3 separate regions of the Mus musculus genome follow, and all the other regions are linked to region 3. Evidence: chromatin contacts called from public HiChIP or PLAC-seq data. All regions are on one chromosome and are shown on one strand. Each heading gives the region's core, a stretch centred on a gene start, on an enhancer-like site or on the middle of the called end of the contact. The rest is flanking DNA. Distances are from core to core; before and after follow the strand shown. Region 1 has its middle 33 kb from the start of Gm23349. Region 2 has its middle 13 kb from the start of Mtarc2. Region 3 overlaps Dusp10 (dual specificity phosphatase 10).

The links. HiChIP or PLAC-seq counts read pairs in DNA pulled down with a chosen protein or histone mark.
Region 1: a contact with region 3 is called in a FOXA1 HiChIP or PLAC-seq map of pancreatic cancer cells. The contact joins two enhancer-like sites. A contact is called at or near these places in 1 of 15 datasets of contacts at CTCF or cohesin (the NIH/3T3 cell line), 1 of 115 datasets of contacts at active chromatin or transcription factors (pancreatic cancer cells) and 1 of 9 other capture datasets (embryonic trunk).
Region 2: a FOXA1 HiChIP or PLAC-seq map of pancreatic cancer cells shows a contact between it and region 3. The contact joins two enhancer-like sites. A contact is called at or near these places in 1 of 115 datasets of contacts at active chromatin or transcription factors (pancreatic cancer cells) and 2 of 9 other capture datasets (embryonic tail and embryonic trunk).

The regions. Positions count from the first base shown.
Region 1 is chr1:184,611,638-184,614,337 of GRCm38.p6, forward strand. No RefSeq gene overlaps it. Among named protein-coding and RNA genes, the nearest start is that of Gm23349, 33 kb to the left of the region's middle. Within about 2 kb of position 1,409, at least 27 of the 459 cell types and tissues checked have an H3K27ac peak or open chromatin away from gene starts, as enhancers often do. A contact at or near this core is called in pancreatic cancer cells, where this site is marked.
Region 2 is chr1:184,857,123-184,859,822 of GRCm38.p6, forward strand. No RefSeq gene overlaps it. Among named protein-coding and RNA genes, the nearest start is that of Mtarc2, 13 kb to the left of the region's middle. Within about 2 kb of position 1,384, at least 20 of the 459 cell types and tissues checked have an H3K27ac peak or open chromatin away from gene starts, as enhancers often do. A contact at or near this core is called in pancreatic cancer cells, where this site is marked.
Region 3 is chr1:184,056,296-184,058,995 of GRCm38.p6, forward strand. The region is part of intron 2 of Dusp10 (dual specificity phosphatase 10); the gene reads left to right. Among named protein-coding and RNA genes, the nearest start is that of Dusp10, 23 kb to the left of the region's middle. Within about 2 kb of position 1,271, at least 22 of the 459 cell types and tissues checked have an H3K27ac peak or open chromatin away from gene starts, as enhancers often do. A contact at or near this core is called in pancreatic cancer cells, where this site is marked.

The DNA of each region.
Region 1 (2,700 bases), core at 159-2,658, 560 kb after region 3:
GTCAATCTGAGGAGATGGCTCAGACAGTGAAGCACTTAGCTTGCAAGTCTAAAAGCTTGAGTTTGGGTCTCAGAGACCACATAAAAATCTGGCTGCAGAGTGGAAAAGGGGACTGGAACAACAAAGCACCTACTATGCAGGCCTGAGAAACTGAAGTGGGATCTGCAGCACCCAAAACAAAAATCTGGGCATAGCAGCATGTGACTGTAGCCCAGCACTGAGGAGCACAGCAGAGACAGGTGGGTCCTCAGAGCTTGTTAGTTATCCAGCTTAGACTAACAGAAAGACAAGCTGCAAGTTCAGTGAGAGCCTGTCACAGGGTCTAAGGTAGAAATGTGATTAAAGACTCCCAAACATCAACCTCCAGCCTCCACAGTACCCAGCAAATGCACACATACATGTACCACAGAGGGCGAGGGAGACATGGGGTGAGCGTGCTCCTACATGGCTACAAATGAAACAAGAGACCAAGTGACTCCCCAGAAATTTATAAGCAAGCTGCTCTGGCCTACATGGCAAACCAAGTTCCAGGCCAAGCAAAAGGGATGTTTCAAACCAAAGGTGTAAGGCTCTTGAGGACTGCACCCAGAGTTGTCCCTTGACCTCCATACACACTCTGTGCATATGCGTACCTGTACCTACACACATTTGAGCACAAGAACCTGTGCACATGTGCAGGCACACACACACACACACACACACACACACACACACACACACACACACATAAAGCTTTAAAGCAAAGATAAGGAAAAAGAAAACCAGAGACTGGAGAAAAGATGTACAGATCGTGTATATAATCAAAGACTAACAATGTAGACATATCTTTTCTTTTTTAAAAGGGGGTGAATTCCTGGAAATAGCCAGCCTAGTTGTGATTAGAGAAATGCAAATTCAAGTCAAACAAGATCTCACTGTACAGCCTAGCAGGCACTCAGAACACTCCAGAGCATGAGAAACAGGGGCCACTGCTGTCCTTTGCTGACCAGGTGACTCAGTAGAATGACTTTGGCCTTTTGTAGTTTCTTATACAACCAGACACACACTTGACCATGCATCCCATCAACCCTAGGTGTTGTCTTGTTACGGTCTCCGTTGCTATGAACACCATGACCAAGGCAACTCTTAAAAAGGACAGCATTTAAATGACACTGGCTTACAGATTCAGAGGTTCAGTCCATCAAGGCAGGAGCATGGCAAAGTCCAGGCAGGCGTGGCACTGGAGAAGGAGTTGAGAATTCTACATCTTGATCCAATGGCAGACAGGAGAAGACTGTCTTCCAGGCAGCTAAGAGGAAGGTCTCCAAGCCCGTTCTTCCAACAAGGCCACACCTACTAACAGTGCCATTCCCTGGGACGAGCATATTCAAAATACCACGTGTTTACTCAAGTGAACTGGAAATTTATACTAATATAAAAGCCTGGGCATTGGTGCTGAGGAGATGACTCAGTGCATAAAGTATTTGTATTGCAAGCTTAAGGACCAGAGTTCATTCAAATCCCCAGCAACCCTAGAAAATCCAAGTGGTCATGGTGGCCAGCCTGGAATCCCAGCAGTTAGGAGACAGTTACAGGGGATCTTTGTGGGCAAGCCGACTAGTTGGAGTATTCTAGTTGTCTCTTACAAGGGTGCAGGTATTCTGAACATGTACAGTAAAGCTAAAAAATAATTAGAGAAAATCTTACCTAGATAATGAGATCGGGTTTCTTACTGTTAATGAGAGAAGCTAGAGCTAATCAAGAGAAGGCTGAGACCACATCAGCTACTAAAGTAGAATCTGAGATGGCAGCGTGAACCAGTGCTTACATCACTGTTGTAGATTAGGATAGAAATAATACAGATTTGTGTGCATACTGACACAGGCTAAATTACACACACACACACACACACACACACACACACACACACTGTGACACTTTATTAACATTGATTCTCACCTTGTTAGGACCTAGAATTAACTAGGAGAGGAGCCTCTGGACACGCCTAAGAGGAATTATCTAGACTAGGTTGGCCTCTGGCAAATCTGTGAGAGATTATGCTGTTTAGGTGAACTGATGTGGGAAAATCTATCCTGGAGATAGGTGGCACCACTCTAGGGCTTTGTCCTGACTGCCTAAAAAGGAAAAGGCTCCCTGTGCTTGGAGTTCGGACACAATGTGACCAGCTGAGAACAGCCATTTGCCTCCCCGAGCTTCCTGCGTGTGGACACAATGTGACCAGCTGTTTCAAGTTCCTATTGTCATGATTACCACAAAGGACTGTTCCTGGAACTGTGAGCCAAAAAAAAAAAAAACCAAAAAACAAAAAACAAAAAACAAAAAACACTTCCTTCCTTAAATTGCTGCTCTTGGGGTCTTTTATCACAGCAGAAGAAAAATAAGCGATACATACAACCCCTAACTCTGCCTGCTCAAAGGTGCTAGAATTGCTGCCACTCTGGCATCCTGTCCATATCTAGATTTCCAAATGTTACTCTCCCATGAAAGAAATCAGGTATTCTTGGAAAAGTGCCTGATTCTAAGGACACAGCAGAGAAACCGCAAGACAGATCTGGAGTAACTTAAAGTTTCAAAAATTAAAAGTGTGCTAAAAAAAATTAATCAATTAAAAGGTAGTTACATATCAAAAGTATTCTTCTGTCCATCCCAAAGGGCTTCCAGAAGACTAGGAAGAACTTAGGATAATACTTTCCTAGCATA
Region 2 (2,700 bases), core at 134-2,633, 800 kb after region 3:
GACATATTCTGCTTTATTCACGGTATATAATATTTGTGAATAGTTATGTTCACAAATAAATTACATTTATTTGTTATATATTTATATATAAATATATATTTGTATATTTATATAATATATAAAAATATATTAACAAGGGTTCCTACAAAGGAGAAGAAACGAAAGAGCAAGAGCAGACGCAGTGATGGCTGGGCACACAGGGCGGATGAAGCTCCAGGGTTTGAAAACGTGGAGGGCCGTGAGTCAGCAATCATGTGCGGCCTGTGGGAGCTGGGGAGACAGCATCAGAAATACATATGGGAAAAGCACAACTATTCAGAACCAAACACCCACTCCTAAACAGCAGCCGGTCAGAGAATAAATCATGAGGGGGACTAGAAAACATGGCTAAGCCAACAAGGATAAAAATAAAGCAGGAAGAACTTGTAGGACCATGCTGGAGCAGCACTGAGAGGAACTCGGATCCGAACAGAGAAAAGACCTGAAGCTGGGTTAGTGAGGTGGCTCAGTGGGTTAGGGTGGCTGCCAACAAACCTGACCACCTGAGTTTGGATCCAGGAACACACAAGGTAGTAAAGAAAGGTTGTCTTTGACTTCCATATATAGAAGGTGGCACATACACACACAAACACAGACTGACCAACTGACAGACAGACAGACACACACACAGACTGACCAACTGACTGACAGACAGACAGACACACACACAAACACAGACTGACCAACCGACAGACAGACACACACACACACAGACTGACCAACTGACAGACAGACACACACACACAAACACAGACTGACCAACTGACAGACAGACAGACACACACACACAAACACAGACTGACCAACCAACAAACAGACAGACACACACAGCTGGATGTGGTAGCACAGTCCTTTAATCCTAGCACTCAGGAGACACAGACAGGTTGATCTTTGTTACTTTGAGGCAACTAGAGCTACATAGTGAAACATTGTTTCATATATATATATATATATTTGAAGCTGGAGGCAGGAGCAGATGCAGAGGCCATGGAGGGGTGCTGCTTACTGGCTTGCTCCTTGTGGTTTGCTCAGCTTGCTTTTTTCATTTGGAGGTTCTAGAAGGGGAGCATCGAGCAATCCTCTATTCAGGGAAGGTCTTCCTGAATACTCTTCAACCAAAGCCCAGTGTGCAGCTCCAGGAAGGACACACATGGAGCCACCAAGGAGGAAACAAACACCTGCCTAGCCAGCCAGATCAGCCGAATCAACCCAGGTGATCAACAGGGTGACAGAGTAACAGATATTGCAGCCAGAATGATCTCACATCCTCAGCCTGTTCTCTTATAGAACCTAGAACTACCAACCCAGAGATGACATCACCCACAGTGGGCTGGGTTCTTGCCCATCAATCATTAACTAAGACAATGCCCTTCAGCAGGAAGTTTTGTTTTGTTTTTCAAGACAGGGTTTTTCTGTGTAGCCCTGGCTGTCTGTCCTGAAACTCACTTTGTAGACCAGGCCAGCTTTGAACTCACAGAGATCCCCCTGCCTCTGCCTCTGCCTCTGCCTCTGCCTCTGCCTCTGCCTCTGCCTCTGCCTCTGCCTCTGCCTCTGCCTCTGCCTCTGCCTCTGCCTCTGCCTCTGCCTCTGCCTCTGCCTCTGCCTCTGCCTCTGCCTCTGCCTCTGCCTCTGCCTCCAGAGTCCTAGTATTAAGGCATGTACCACCTTTGCCCAGCTCCTTCAGCCAGATCTTACAGAGGCATTGAAGTCCCCCCTTTTCAAAGACTGGTTCGTGTCAAGGCGACCTGAACCTACCTAGCCATCATACTGAGTGACTAATGTTCTAGCTTAAGACATGAGAGAGAGAGAGAGAGAGAGAGAGAGAGAGAGAGAGAGAGAGAGAGAACTAAATCTAAAAGAAGCAGAAAGAAGATAGTTATGGAGATTAGATAAATGAAATAGCTGGGCACTCGATCGTGTGTGTTGCTAAGATTGAATGCACCCACTGGGTAAGTGCACTGTCACCTAGCTGCATCACAAGTCCTTTCAGGATGTAAAATACAGGTGTTAAATACAGGTTACTAAATCCTCACAGGCATTCGAGAGTACCATCCAGTCTCCTGGGTTCAGGGATGGCTGAAGATACATATGTGTAACCCAAGAGCAAGTCCTATAGGGACTACTCACTCCTGACCACTTGAACTCCTATTTCTCTAGATGTGGCTCTCTTTCTCCTTAAATGGTGGGTTGGGACAGCTGGTTTTAACCGTCAAATTGGCATAACCTAGAATTTCCTGAGAAGAGAGTCTCAGACTGTCTAGCCCTGGTTGGGCCATGGGCGTGTCTCTTGGGGGATTCTCCCAATTGTCTTAGTTGATTTGGAAAGATGCACCAGCTATTAATAAAGAGAAAGGCTTCAGTTGTCTACACTGCACACACTTGCTCAGGGAGCGTGGCCCCTAGGTAGCCTCCTTTTAACGCAGACCTTGGTCTCTGAAAGCAACAAACCAGTTGCCTTTAAAACCCTCCCCCCTCCTCTCCTTTGTCTCCCCCTTTCTCTCTTTTTTGTTTGCTTTTTGAGAGAAGGTCTTATGTAGCTCAGGCTGGCCTCAAACTTACCATGTGGCTGAGGATAGCCTTGAAACCCTATCCTTAGGCCACTCTCTCCTAAGTGCTGGGGTTGCAGGCATGCCCAACCCCTCCCCCATCCGGCTACACAAG
Region 3 (2,700 bases), core at 21-2,520:
TCATAATATCAGGAAGAGCCCTTCTGGGAGACCACAGTCACTGAGCCCTGCGTGCTGTCTGCTCTGCAATGGTTAGGATAGGATGGAATGTGGCCCTCAAGTGTCTATGTTTTGGAAACGATGTTTTCCCGACATGGTGATACTGCAAAGTTTGATACCTCATAGGAGGTCAACTTGTCACTGTCCCTGGTAGAGCATGAGACTGGTTTTGTGGAAACCTGACAGCAGAGTTGTTATTTAAAAAAAAAATGATGAGAAAAGAAGTGGGTAGTCCAGCCCAGCTGTTACCCTGGTTTTCTGTCCCCCCTATTTCCCATCCCAGCTGTGATGCCACCTGTCATGATGTGACACAGCCAAGGTGACCTTCACCAAAGTTAGCACCATACTGTAAGAGCTTTAGTCTCTGAAACTAGGAAGTAAACAAATCTGTCTTTGTATCCCGCCTCAATTACTTTGTAATGGGAACGGAAACAGATTCCTGCACCCTCCCCATATAGAATAATCCTGTGGAGGTTTCTTCTACTCCTTGAATAGTTCCTCAGCTGACAGCAGCAGCATGTCCTAACATTTCACTTGGAAATCATGTAAGATTCTCCCAGGCCAAAGGCTCAAATGCAGCAGAACTCCCAACTCCTGGTACTGGTTGCAAGTCCCAGGGTGTCACTGCACTTCTGACCAACTAGCTGGCAATAAAAGTTCTAGAACTCATTCTCTAGATTTGATTAATTTGCCATGACAGCTCACAGAAATTGGAGAAACATTTAGTGAATTTGCTTAATATAAAGGATATTATAAAGCGTGCACATGAACAGGCAGACAGCAGAGCCATGTAAGACGATGTGCAGGTCTTGTGTCATATGTAGGCATGCTATCCCTCCAGTCACTTCCACATGGCCCAGCCATCTGGAAACTCACCAAACCTTGTTCTTTTGAGTTTCTATGGTGTTTTCATTAAGTCTGAATGATTGATGACATTTTTGGCCATAGGTGAGCAATTCACTTTCATCTTCTCTAGATCAAGATTGAGGGCTAGAGCCGAAATTCCCTAGCCTCTAACCCTGCTTTCTACTTTCTGGTATCACTTCCATCTGGAAGGTGTTAAGGGCTCCCAGACTGCCACTCACCTTGTTGGCATACAAACAGTCACTCTTATCTCTTTGGAGATTGCCAGGGTCATCTGGGTGTGCGTTGCTTAGTATCACAGTATCACACTGAGGGAATGACTTGAAAGAGTGGTTAAACACAGAGAGCCTTGGAATAGATCATTGATGTCTCACACCTTACCAACGGACTGTTCTTGCTGTGACTCACCTCTGTCTGCTTTGTGTTGTAGTAGGGCTTTGTTGAGCTTAAGGAGTGCTCGAGGGGTGGGGTCAGGAGGGAAGAATGAAAGAATTAACCAATGAGCTTGCATCCAAGAGGTTGGCAATAAATGTCATAAGCAAGAAGCCGAGTCCCTTTAGTGTGGAAAGAAGAGCTACTCTGTGATTCCCTGCCCTCAGGAGGTCTTCCCCCCGCTGTACCATGTTGGATATGGCCTTCAGGGAATGTGCCTAGGAAGTCCGACGGTGCCAGAGGTGGAGTGCAAACAGGGTCAGGTTTCTGTTCTTCCCTCCTGGGCTGCAGGGATGGTTACTGGGATGGTTCTCCAGTAACCTTGAGCTTATGTTTATAATCTATGATCCCACTCCAGACCAGCAGGCTGTATTGGTTGGACCATAATGTGGTCTACCAGATGGGGACACCTCAGCTTTTGACCCGTTACTATATCCTGGCACTACAACAACCACCTCCAGAGGTTTCCAGACCCTTTCTCCTATCTCTTCGTGGGAATGGAGACCATGCCTGGTTTCAGTTTGACCTTGCAGAGCTCAGCCATTGCGGGTGATTTGACTTTGGCATGTGGCTGCAGAGGCAGCTCCTGCCTTCCCTTCCAGGCAGTTGATGGTTAATATACTTATCGTTGCTAACTATTCTTGCCAAATATAGACTTATAGCTCTGACTTACAGAAGTCAGAAGTAGAAGCTGTTGCGATATATTTTTTGCGGACTGAAAACATTGGCTAAAGAAAGCATTCCAAATTGTGATAGGAGCAGTGGCGCTTCTCCCATCTCGCTTCCTGAATTCCCCAGGCCAAAGCCCTTTGACCTGCAGATCATTACAAAATCCATGGCTGTAAACGCTGTTGTTTGAGTGTGGGGTTTCCTTCAAAACAAGTTGAGTGGCTTACGGATTTGACTGGCCAGTTCTGTTCATCACCATTAGGCATGGGTCCCAACCCCAGTCTCCATTGTAACCCTCGTCTTTTCCTCCCCTCTCCTGACCATAGATGACTTTTTTGTTTGTTTGTTTGTTTTTTTGTTTTTTTTTTTTTTGTTTTTGAGACAGGGTTTTTCTGTATAGCCCTGGCTGTCCTGGAACTCACTTTGTAGACCAGACTGGCCTCGAACTCAGAAATCCGACTGCCTCTGCCTTCCAAGTGCTGGGATTAAAGGTGTCACCACCGCCCGGCCCATAGATGACTTCTGATGACTTTCTCTGAATATAATTTCCAGTGGGAATGCTTCATGGTAGAAGAATGTAGTCTTTTGAAGCTTGCCCTTGATGTTTCTAGAGATTTATTGGATTTTACTTAAATCCCATTGGGAAACATATTTTCGCTGTGAAGTTGTGATGTGTTTAATTTGGGGTATAAGATA